2 separate regions of the Acanthopagrus latus genome follow, and region 1 is linked to region 2. A link is a contact called in public Hi-C data. All regions are on one chromosome and are shown on one strand. The core of a region is the stretch at or near the end of the contact, and the rest is flanking DNA. Distances in the headings are between cores, read along the strand shown. Region 1 holds the start of slc35f6 (solute carrier family 35 member F6). Region 2 holds the start of taf1a (TATA box-binding protein-associated factor RNA polymerase I subunit A).

What was found. A called contact is a pair of places that touch in the nucleus more often than the background predicts.
Region 1: a contact with region 2 is called in a Hi-C map of muscle, with 6 times the contacts expected there. The contact joins the promoter of slc35f6 here to the promoter of taf1a in region 2. A contact is called at or near these places in 2 of 4 Hi-C or Micro-C datasets (liver and muscle).

The regions. Positions count from the first base shown.
Region 1 is chr22:12,542,095-12,548,218 of fAcaLat1.1, forward strand. It overlaps slc35f6 (solute carrier family 35 member F6), which reads right to left and starts at 2,649. Exons shown (of 6, transcript XM_037087352.1): 1 at 2,461-2,649; 2 at 435-507. The coding sequence starts at 2,537.
Region 2 is chr22:12,392,859-12,399,435 of fAcaLat1.1, forward strand. It overlaps taf1a (TATA box-binding protein-associated factor RNA polymerase I subunit A), which reads left to right and starts at 2,093. Exons shown (of 11, transcript XM_037085602.1): 1 at 2,093-2,350; 2 at 2,825-2,983; 3 at 3,329-3,492; 4 at 3,757-3,870; 5 at 3,975-4,173; 6 at 4,399-4,520; 7 at 4,819-4,977; 8 at 5,227-5,293; 9 at 5,581-5,704; 10 at 5,810-5,964; 11 at 6,487-6,577. The coding sequence starts at 2,866. The coding sequence ends at 6,515. mia3 (transport and Golgi organization protein 1 homolog) reads right to left here and starts at 975. Exons shown (of 27, transcript XM_037085587.1): 1 at 760-975. The coding sequence starts at 880.

The DNA.
Region 1 (6,124 bases), core at 1,399-3,898, 150 kb after region 2:
CATATATTATAAATATATATAATGCAATTTCAAGCCCACAGTCAAAATGTTGCAGCACATATGTATGAATTAATCAGTAATCAAACAGGTCTACAAAGAGTTTTGTGTCCCCAAGAATAAGTCATAAAGGCAGAGCTTGAGTAACATTACATCAGTAAATCCTCAACTGAGTGAAGGAGTGACAGTTTTATACCAACTGGAGATATTTTATTCTCTCAACACACAAAAGTGAGACAAACTGTTGTAGTGTTGTAATGTGTACTGTATAAAGCTAATATCAAAATGGATTTTATCAGTTTTGTCAGATGATAAAATTCAGGTATCATTAAAAATGAAAACAAAAAAAAATTGGACTGGCGCGTCTCTTTTGACACGATCTGATAATTGTACCTCAAGTGTGACACAACATCGTCACCTGCAGTTTGCTGCCTTACCTGGACGAACGGGTGGGAGAATGAATGTTCAGGATCGCCATGGCAACCTTTCGCTGAGAACATGTCAGCCCATCTGTCAGATAAGAACATATTTTTACAACTCAATATCTAACCAACATTCGACAGGTGGTTGGTGCTCATCTTGAGCCCTGATGGTCTGTTCTGACACATTGTACTTTCATGAAGAGGTCGCAGCTGCTGCGGTTTGGATATTACACTTGGCCACACTACAGTTTCCATAAAGTTTCGATCATATGATTTGATCAGGGTAACGTGTTCAGTTAATGAGTACTGGAGTCACTTTTTATATAACCCGTTGACTTTTGCAGTCAGACAGTCAGAGGAAGCATGAGCAGCATGTGAGCGTCCTGTCTGCATTTAAAAATGCAAGACAAGGGAATGTGGTCCTACGGCGTGATGACACAGCACTTCCTCCACATGCAATGATTGCCGAGCTCATGAATATAATATTAGAAACTAGAACTGGGCCGGCTGGCTGAACCAGACGTTCCCTTTTTATTCAGAGACAATGTGTGTGGGTTATATGACTTCCTACGGTGGCGCGTGTCTCCCAGTGAAAGTTGCACCAAAACTATCAACCTACACGCTGTAACTGATCTCAGCTGATGGGGCTTCAAAACCAGTGAGGCGGCGCCGGAGTGGAACCCGACCCAATAGTTGTTTTAGTCTTTCTCTAAGAAAACATGACACAGCTTGTTTTGTCAGGCGCATCAACTCCACACGATGCGCTCGAACTGTGATTCATAAGGTTTGCTCAGCTGACAAAACCCACACAAAAGGCAGAAAAAGCGAGTGTCAGGCGGTAAGAGAGCTGACATCACAGATTATTAGAGAAGTAAAAAAAAAAAAAAGAGCTGGTTTCTGGAGCCTCTTCCTTTTGAGACAAGAATACAAGGCAACTGAATTGCAACAGTTAGTCATTAATAATTCATATCATCCATCAAGAAATAATACCATAACATTATCTTACTATGGCTTCTCAAATGCGATGGTTTTGCTTTTATATCACTATCGTTCAAAACTGCAGATAAGCAAATGTGCATGGTATTTTAAATGTCGGCTCTCATACCACAGCGTGCCTTGAAATGAGTATACTGCTGCCACCTGAAATTGGTTGTTGAACGACTTATCAGATTAAATGTGGTTTTTTACAGTTTCATGCTTCTTAGAGTCGAGGATCTGTTGCTTGTATCTGTTTTAGAACATTGCAAAATGAGTGTCTGTGAATTTTGAACAATTGGTTGCACAAAACAAGCCAGCTGAAGATGGCCCTTTGTGGTCTGTGAGGATAAATAATGTGAATCATTTTCTGAGATGTTTTTTTAACACTGCAGATTAATAAAATTAGGACTGGCTGCAGCTCTGACATCTATGTTGACTATTCTTTTATACCTGCTACTATATTTACCTGTGATCTACAAAGAAGGAGGCGGACCTGGGTTAGTACTTCACCTCACTTACGTCTCATCACAGCATATTTGCATACAGAGATACCGGTACCTCATGATAATGCATTATGCAGCTACAGAGCAGTTTAATTGGATAACCGCGACATTTTACTTTAGATAAAGCTTGTTTGAAGAGCCAGTTTCCTGTCAGCTATCTTATCAAGCTGTCAATAACCTTAACATCAGTTAAACAAGCCTCCGGATACATGTAGCGTCTCATTACACACAGGGATGTTTAAATCGACCGCTCTGAAAGCTAACAAGCTAACATTCCATTAGCTTGTTGTTTAGCTAGGAGCTAGCAGCAACAGCAGCTACAACTACAAGAGGGCTAGTAACCTGATAATACTACGAAACAAAAACGTAATAAGCGACTTTGTTCGATAACTTAGCTAAAGAGTTGTTTCGCTGACAAGCCCCACAGTTCATGTCCATTCACACTTTTTTGTTAAAACACTGGTTTAATTCTGTTTTAGCACACTTTCAGTCTCCTACAGTGACATTAAGTAATTATTAACCCATGATCCCAATAGAGAAATATAATCAAATCTACTCACTTTGCCGATAATGTGTTGAGAGACCCGGTTGTGAGCATCAGTCCCGCAAGGAACAGCTGATATTTGGTCCAAGCCATGCTGGACGTGTGAACGGGACAGACAAACCAGGTACAGTCGACCACAGAGGTGCTGCTTGTCCACAGAGCCACCGGTTGTTATTCTCACAGTTTACTCCGCCTTTGAACGCCACATGACAGCTCAGTGTCAGCTGACCGCTTGCGCACGCCACACGCTGCGTTCAATGACTCCCGGAAATAACGCAATCGAACAAATCGAACAAATCGAAAGAGAGCAGGAGTGAAAATCAAAGAATTATTTACAAGAAGGAAGATGGAGGTCATCATTTTTAATAAGTCTGTGTTGTGGACAATACCACATACAAAAGCTTCTACCATGTATTTAGAAACGTGCCTCAAAGATAGGATACATTTTTTTTAAAAAAAACCTGTGTGTTTTTATTTACAACCTTCAGGCATGTGACTGAAATCAATGAGTCCAAGTTAGTTTTGGGAGTAATCAGGTCACCTTTCCTCTAGAAACTTTATTTTTACGTTGTCAGGTAAGAAGACACGGCAGATAAGACAAGGTAGTAATACCTGTCAAATAATGACATCATTGTCCAATTTATCCAACCTGTTCAAAAAGTTTGAATTGAATTTGTTCTTTTGTGACTCAGTCTTCTCAATCACATTAAAGGAGTGAAAATCCAGAGAGCCAGACCTACCAGTTAAAGAAAAGACATCAAATGAACACAAGTCATTCGAGTTATCATGTCTCAAGTCAAGTCGCAAGACTTAAACTTCTCGACTTGCACTTCTGTTGTGCCAGCCTGCACTTCCTGGCTAAATTGTCCTTAGTTTCGTAAAACCTAAAGTGGCGGAAAAAGAACTGAAATATGTCATACTGTTAAAAAAAAATCAGGTGAAATCCCCGCATTCAATCATTACTTCAATAAAAATATTTAATCATCATCGGTGGAATGTAGTCCTACTTAGATATCAAAAGTAAAAGTGTGCTCTCTGCACTAATGGTCCTTTGGATTAAGATTACTGGTGCATTATGTGCATGTGTATTACATTTTACTGTTGTTGATATTCAAGGTTGTGCCAATTTTAAGTACTTTATAGATAATTCGGTAACTTTTTCCTTTGTATTTTATAGGATCATCTCAAGTTTCCGGAGTCACTGTGCCATGACAACCACGTATCTCTTGGAAAGCTTTCTATACGCGTTTACCAGATAATACACATTTTTTGATTGTTTATTTAGAATTATGAAGTGGCAGAATTCTCTTATCCCACCAAGAAACAAGTAATCCTTCACTCAGAAAAATTCCACTTCAAATCGCCAAATCTGTACATACACAGTTTTCAACAGACAGGACGGGTACAGTATATATTAACCAGTAACGAATGATGTCAGTCAAATGTAGGGGATTGAAATGAACAATATTTACCTCTCAGATGTAATGAAGTAGAAGTAGGAAGTTACATAAAATGAAAATACAAAATTACAAGTACATACTTAGTACTTGTGAATGTATTCAGTTGCATTTCAATAATGAAAATATGCAATGTTTAGTTACTCAACCATATGTAGTTAAAGAGGAGCAGTGAAGAGAGATTAATGTTGATATTCTAACTGGGACAGCTGCACTTATTAACATTGCCGGTGTAAAAAACAAAACAAAACAAAAAACAAACAAGCAAAAAAAACAAAAAACAAAAAAACAAAACAAAACACTAGCATGCATCTGAAAGTTTCATTTAAAGCCTAAAGTAAAAAGGAGAATAAAAAAAGGAAGTGTTTTTAGCTGAGGATCAGTGTTCGGGGGGGAACAAAACTGTCCAGTGAGAACATGTTCTCGTGCCTCTGATCATATCACATGATCCTCATTAGTTGATGACATGTGTCCAATTTCCTAAGATGTTCACTTCGTTTCCATTAACTCCATTAACTTTAATGGTCCAGCGTGACAAGAATTTTTAGGATATAGTGGCATCTAGTGTCAAAGTTACTGATTACAACCAGTTTAGCATCCAGAGCCACAGCCTCCCTTACACAATGAGTTTTATTTCCAAGCTTGGCAAAGTCATGACCCATCCTACTCTGCCTCTGAATGACTGCTACCTGTTTAGGTATGAGAAAGGAGATTGTTTCAGGTTAGGGTAAGACTATGAGGCTAAACCAGTCAGAGCTAGAGGAGGGAGGGTCATGTCTTCTATATCCTGGTAAAACTAATCTCTTCCCCTATTCCTCTAACTGAAAATGTGAAAGGCCGTCTGCAGAGTCAGTGTTCAAGTTGTCCGTTGGTCTGGACTCCACAGGAGAGGACCCGCTTCCTGTAGATTTTGAAGGCTTATTCTGACTAAAAAAAGATTCTTAGTTTCAGGTGAACATGCACTAGATGAAACCATGATATGATATGGTATGATATGATATGATATGATATGATATGATATGATATGATATGATATGATATGATATGATATGATATGATATCACATTGTATTATATTATATTATATTATATTATATTATATTATATTATATTATATTATATTATATTATATTATATTATATTATATTATATTATATTATATTATATTATATTATATTTCTGCCTGTTGAGTCGACTGCTTCGGAATTTGTAGATCTACAATTCCGTCTGCTGTCTAAGATCAAAATCCAAAGCTCCAGAAGAGCCACTAAACTGGCATTGTGAGACTTTTCTTTCTCTACCAAGTATGACAAGTATATATTTGTGAACTCAATTAGTTCATCGCAGAATTGATTGATTTATTGTGCAATGTCATTATATGATAATGTTATCATGACATGATCAGGACTTTAGACCAGACCTTAAAACCTGACGTTATAACAATCTAAGAACAGGAGTTTTCAGGGGCCATTGATCGCAGCATGGCATGCATCAGACACAAACAGCAGGGGGAGTCACAGACCGCAGAGGCGATCCTGGATTTGAAAGTGGGACCACAGTGAGTGTTCCCCTCTGTGGCCTCACACTGCTTAAAATTAGAACGTGCACTCCACTTTCCGCGAGGATGCTGTCCCCCGGCGCTTATGAGGTCAGTCTGAAGCTTTTGAAAACCTACAAAAGGAAAGTGAAAGAACATACACGTTAAGATGGGAGCGTGTGTGGTACAGGTTAATCTATGTGGGCCATATGAGATAAGTAGTAAAAACTCTTGGTATCAGCAGTATTTAATCCTCCGTGTCACTGCACACACCGCACTGGAGGAAATAAAGACATCAGAGAGATTTTTTTTTTCTACCTTGCTGAGGAAATATCCTGAACCCCCGTCTCTCTCTCTTCGTCTCACTCCGGTGCTCATCAGGATTCTTGGTGACTTCCCAAAATGCTGATGAGATCAAGGAGTCATCTGCTCGGTGACTCTATGTGAAGCGTCTGTACTCTCACGGCAGACGGCAGTAAAACCTCTTGGCTACCAGCACTTACCTGTTATAACTCAAGTTCAAGTGCAGAACACCGGGTGAGCCTTGTGACTAGTACTTTCCTGTGTTCATGACGCACTGAACGGGGTCATGCTTGTCTGTTGTTCTATGTTAATTTTCAAATTTTTATCTAGATCTGCAATGTGACCAGTGACTGAGGGAAAAAAAATGCAAATTGTGGTGTAAAA
Region 2 (6,577 bases), core at 843-3,342:
ACCAGCTTTCCCTGATGATATGTCTTCATGATCAAACTGTTTCTCATCAATTCCATAAGCCTTTTGTTTTGTTGTCAACACTTCCAGGATATTTTAGGTCACAACAGCTGTAACAATCCCCCCGGGCTTGTCCAATGTTTGGTTTTTCCCTGACAAAGCAACCTGGAACATAACCCTGTATTAAAAGCACGACAGTATCATTCCTCCATCAGTTTGTCGCCTTAAGCTAGCGTCAGATTTGAGGTAATTGCTGCCCAGAGGGAGGTTAGTTTGCGCTGAGTAGCTTTAGCATAAAGGTAAGAAGTCACAACCAAAGCCAGTGTTGCTTAGCAATAGAGCTAGCGAGGCTTGTACTTTGTTAGCTAATCTTAACTATTGTTTATTCAGGCGCTAGCAGAGTTTTTACCCAACAAGCCGGCCGGTGGCTAATTAGCTAGCTGCTAGCATTAGCTGCTTCACTATCGATCCATTGAGGCAGGCCGGAGCTGCCAGGCAACCAGCCAACTCTGGCTGCGTCTGAGCGAATAACCTTCCCAGGTTAAAGACTAACGTTAATGTTAGCCTCCCGTGGGTTTAATAAGCAGCACACAGCTCAACAGCATCACAACAACTCCCGGAGGATTTACAGATAGCAAATATCGACTGGCAACAGGTCAAGAGATAAGGCGCAGTTTATGGCTAGCTGTAGTATCGGGATACGGGAGGAAGCATCCCTGAAGACCCGCTGAGCTAACAGTCCCGACAAGCCTGGAAACTTACTGCTGCACTCCTCGTCGGCACATCTTTTAAAGTCGGAGAAACGTTTCTCCAAGGCTGCGGTGGAAATAAAATTAAATAAAAGTAATAAAAATCCTTGTCGGTAGAAGTGTTTTGCTGCCATGTTGGCAGTTTTGTGGACTGGCTTGGTTCTGCTGCTGGAGCATGAGCACTGGCCACAAGGAGCCGACACGTCAGCAGATCAGATCCGGCTGGGTGTAGGCACGGAGAGGTTTTCACAGCAGCAGGGATCAGGCTGCTTCAAGGGACTGTGGGAAACAATATGCCAGATAGATGCAGTGACAGAGAAACTATCTGCCTCAACGCTGATGGATCCAACACACATCCAGGCATTATGCACAACACTGGGTTTGTGAGAGTGAGAAACTGGGTTCCTTGTTATATACAACATGTCTATGACTATTCACTTATTACATTTAAACTGGTGCATCTTAATGTCATAAATCATCCCCAGCGCCCATGTGTAGTTTAGACTCAAGACAGTCGAAGATTAAGATGTTTATTGTTAACAACAACAATAACAAATAAGACAAACAAAAAACACAATACTTAATAATTCCACCTAACAGCCAGAGAAAGCAGAAAGGAGAATTACAAAAAAAATAAGGAAATAAATGTCTTATCTCAGGGTATCTTTATTATGCTTTTCAACATAAAGACAAATAACCACAACACAACAAACAACAGCCACATTATCACAGTCTCCATGCACACATGGATAAGGAAAAGCTAAGTCCCATTACAGTTGGCAGTTTTCAACAAAATAACATCTAAAGACAGAGAAGACAAAATAAGAAATTATACATTTGAATAACAAATACTAGTACTATCCATCTCACACCCTAAAAATTTTCTTTGTTGCCATACAGCTCTCCTTTCAACATAATAGTTGTCAGTATTTTAAACAGTACATCTAAAGTAGAGTGTCTTTAAAAACAATATCCATTTTACATTTAAATCTGTATGTTAGATATTCCATTGGTATTACCTCAAACATCAGTTTGTGCCAGCTATCAATTGCAGGTGGCGTATTATCCATCCACCCTGAGAAATAATGTTTTTGGGCAGCAAATGTTATCATACTCAATAGAAAATAGTAACTAGTGTCCTTTGAAAAATATATTTTGCCAATAAACAATTACATTCAGTCTGGATACTGGATAGATAGATAGATAGATAGATAGATAGATAGATAGATAGATAGATAGATAGATAGATAGATAGCACTGGCCTCTGGAAGAAGAAGAAGAAGAAGAGGAAGAAGAAGAAGACGAAGAAGAATGTGTCCCGCCTCTTCCGGTCATAATAACCAATAATCGTGTAGCTTTCTTCTCTACTTCCCTTGCTACTGTATTGAATAGCTTTCTACATGTGGACCTGCCACCAGTCTTCAATACAAGAAACAGCTCTATAACTGTCTTTTTTCGCAAGAATAACAGATATTCGAAGTCTGAATCGGCACCTCGTGTTGGACTTGAGTGTTAGCTTCCCGTTGCAGGTTAGCTTAGCCGTTGGTTAGCAGCTGCACATTGTTTACTTCCAGTGATATCTGAGTGGCGTTACCCCTCAGCAGGTAGGAACTGAGCTGCACTTATTTTACCCGAGATAAGTTTGCATATGTCTTTCCTGTCGAAATACACGTCATCTTGGTGTAGTTGATTTATTAGGGATAGTTTGTCGGGGGGAACGTTTATTCAACACTTTGCTAACAAAGCTATTAGTTCGTGAGTTGGCCTCAAATAAAACACCTTTACAAATGTAGAATGAAGTTACTGTTAACTGACTACTAAAACGCTGCCACTGGTCTTTCATTGTGTGTCAGTGTGCTATTACACCTTAATGAACTCCACACTATGAATGATACATCGATTAAGTGGTTAGTTGATTGTTGGTCATACAGAAAAGCAATCTGAAAACATCAGCTTGGACTTTAAATGATTGATAAAGCAACAGTTAAACATTCATGATTCATGGTGCTTGAGGCTGGGGAATATTTACGTCTTGTTAGTAAGTCGCTCACTGACGCGAATATCTTTTTACACCGCAGGAGAAAAGGCAGCTATCTCAGCTGAGTCTCTGTGGCTGATAATGGATGACTTGGAAAAAGAGCTCAGGCCTCTCGACGACTTAGAGGATTCCTCTGATGACAACTCTTCAATAGGAATTAAGAAGTCAAAGCTCCCTCTGGTTAATCCCATTTGTGAAGGTGAGTTGTACAGTACTTACATACGTTGCTCTACTTACATGTAGAACCCTTTTAAGAGGGACTGATCTGCTTACATTAACCTATTGAAGATATATAACGATATCTCTGTACATTTTTCAAGAGACCTTGGTGCAAAGTAGTCACAATTTATAGGATCCTTTTTGAAAATGTTCCTTTCTGTTATGTGCTTCAGTAAAAAAGGTCCATCGGTCATTTTTTACCCTTTTAAATATCCATATTGATATCACCATTAAAAGTCCCACATCACTTTGTGCCTATAGGTAATAATGTTTATGACAAATGCAATTTATGTCATCAAATTATTGTTTTGATTTTTATCTTTAGAGACACTGAAGGAAACCGGGTTTCACCGGAGTACGCGAGGCTGTCTGGAGCAGATCAGAGACGCCCTGCTGCATCATAGATGGCAAGAGGCAGCGGAGTACATGGCGTGTTACCCGCAAATGTTAGAGAACACGACCCACAGCGCAGTTCAGCAGTCTAAAGAGGTAGATTTGGTTTTGTCTGTGTTAATCTGTTTTGTATCATGCAGACTGGGATAGAGACACTATTTTTAATGTAACAGTCCAGTTACTGCCACAAGAGCCCTTTTTCTAAAAACATAATGGTTAACATTTTACAGTACTCCAGGCAAAATAGCTTTGCAGAGATTGCAAACAATTTGAGTCCTTTTAATGAATAAAGTATTGGTTAGCTAAACAATCTGATAAATCATCTTGATATTAAATCTCTTTTTGCAACTTCCAACCCAGCTTATTTGGAGAATCAGCACTGAGATCCTTCACCATCACCCAAACTCAAGGCTGGAAGACTACAACAACATCTATGAACGAATGAAACACTCTGGAGTTAAACATTACCTGATGGTATGTTGGCTGGTAGACCTGACGACATAGTGCACTGCCATGTTGAATTACTTTATTTTTACATTACTTCAACACATTTGAGACGTGTCGCTTTGCGTCTGTAGATCTGTCTGGAACATTCATTCCACCTGATGCTCAACGGCCACATCGAGGATGCAAAGCATCAGCTGTCTGTTGCTGAGAGTTGGAGGCATGGGAAGGAGTCAGCAGCTCAGTATCAGAACACTAAACTGATCCAGGCCTACAGGAGTTTACTGGATTACATCATCTGGTGTGACAAAAAGTTCACACACTCCAAAACTGGTAATATGAGACACTTCTTGACAACCAAAGCATCTATTATTCATTTATATCCATTACCAAGACATGCTGCAAGCTCCTCTGTGATCTCATACTGCCACCTTGTGATCAGACAAAGCAACTACTCATATAAAAAAAAAAGTTTTAGAGACTTTTGACTAAATGCCCACTGGTGCGATGGAATATTTTTGTCTCAAACGCAGAGTAAACTAGTCCTTCTGTTCTCAGATCATCATGACACTGGTGACAACCAAGACATGCACAGCTACTTCAGACAGGCCTCCGTGAATCTAAAGGAGATTTTGAAAAATCCTGGAGTCTGGGATCCCTTCATACTGAGTTATGTTGAGGTGAGCACTCAATCCCAGCTGCTTGATTTAATCAAAGAAGCATATACAAGTAATATCACACAGTGAAACAGAATAGATTCGAGCTGCAGCAATCAGTCAGCTGAAAGAAAATCAGCAGCAATCTTGATAATCGATTTATACTTCCTTCATTTCATTGCTACCAGTTCCTGAAATGCAATACATCTTGCTGTTCAACAAATCAAATGTTCCGTCAGACTTGTTCTTGTGGAATTTCAGGCCAAATTCAAGTGAAACGTCCCTGCTCCCTTATTGTTTAACCGTGGATGTATTTTAACAGATGCTGGAGTTCTACGAGGATCACGAGGAGGCTTTAAAAGTCCTGAATGATTATGCTTATGATGACACTTTCCCACCCAATCCCAACGCACATGTCTACCTGTACCAGTACTTAAAGCGGCATAATGCTACAGACAAGAAGCTGATTAAAGTACTGAAGGTACAACTGTTTATTAAAAGCACTGTAGCTAAAAATGAAGTGTATCTTTTCATGCTTGTATACGTTATTGAGTTATTGCTTGTTCCTAGTTTGGGTTACGGGCTTTGATACTGTAAACAGTATTTCAGTTTGTGTATTGCTGATATTTTAAAGACAGATATAAAAGTGTAATGATGTCAAACTGTGTACAAGTTATGATACAACCTTTGTTTAAACTTGTCCTTAAAATTTCTCTTCTTCACACTGCAGGTCCTTCATGTGTTGGTCCCAAGCCATGAGCTGATGTTGGAGTACAGCTCTCTCCTGCTTCAGTCAGGTAAAAGCAGGTTTGATTTAAATTAAATATCTATGATGTGGCCTAAAAGTTACATCTTATCAGGTTTTTATTGATATAAAAATTCAAATTCACGTGAGAAAAAGTTTAATTTGAGTTCTGTTTGATGAAGTGACTGAAACTGGAAACATCTAGTGGCTTTTGTATTTTATTTAAATTCATTTTTATGTTTTTTTGGTAAAAACACTCAAAATGTGTTAAATCCATGTCTTTGTGTAACGTTTCTTGGTTCCATGATGTCCATTATTGTTGTGTTTTGTTTTCCACAGAGAAAAAAAGTGACCACCAGAAAGCATTAGGAGTCATTCTTGAAATGCTGGACTTTGCCTGCTGGAGAGGCAACCTGGACGTGTGGAAGAGATTAAAAGCCATTATTCAGAAATTACAGTTACAGTACGTGAGCAGTGTTTGAGAAATTGAAACTATTTTTGGACACGTTAGCCTTTTTTTGATGTGTCATTTATTGTTGTTTTTCTGCACATTTGTGTGTTAAATCAGAGAGGACTGGAAGGATGTTGTCTCTGAAAAAATGGCTGCAAGAAAAGACTGGTGGCCTGCGCTGCACTTCACAAGATTCCACGCCAGTAAAGACTCTGAGGAGAACCCGGAGCTCAAGGAAGTGAAGGCATCACTGACAAAAATCCTTTGCCCAGGTAAGAAGATGAAGAAAACATCCAGAAGTGTATAAAATGACATCAGGATGTTAACTGTAACTGTGAACCATTACTTAAGTCAGGCCTGAATGTTACTGTAATTACACGGCAGGAGATTTTTAGACACGACATTGCCAAGTAATACTATTTCTTTGCTAACAGTCATAACATGCTAATTTTCAGAAAGATCATGCCAAATAAGTGTTAAACATTGTATTTTGTGGTATTCAGCATTTTACAATTCAAGGGAAGCCTGAAGATAAAACTCCACATGGTTATTGTTCACTGAAATCTAATGAAAATGACAGAACTTGAGAAATCAATAAAGCTGCAACAATTGATGAGTTGTCGACAATTAAATGAACCAGCAACTATTTTGATGATTGGTTTGAGGAATTTTTGAAGGAAAAAATAAATCAAAATTCTGATTCAGACTCAGTCAGATTCAAGACGCCATTTCTTACATATCGCACCTTCGGTGTAATGTTGCTTCACATTTCATCGATGTCTTTCTTCTTACAGACCTCACGCTGAAGTACTCAGCTGGATAGAAAACCAGTGGAGAAGGAACTTCTTTAGAGAACAACTCAGAACATCAACATCACATTGTGTC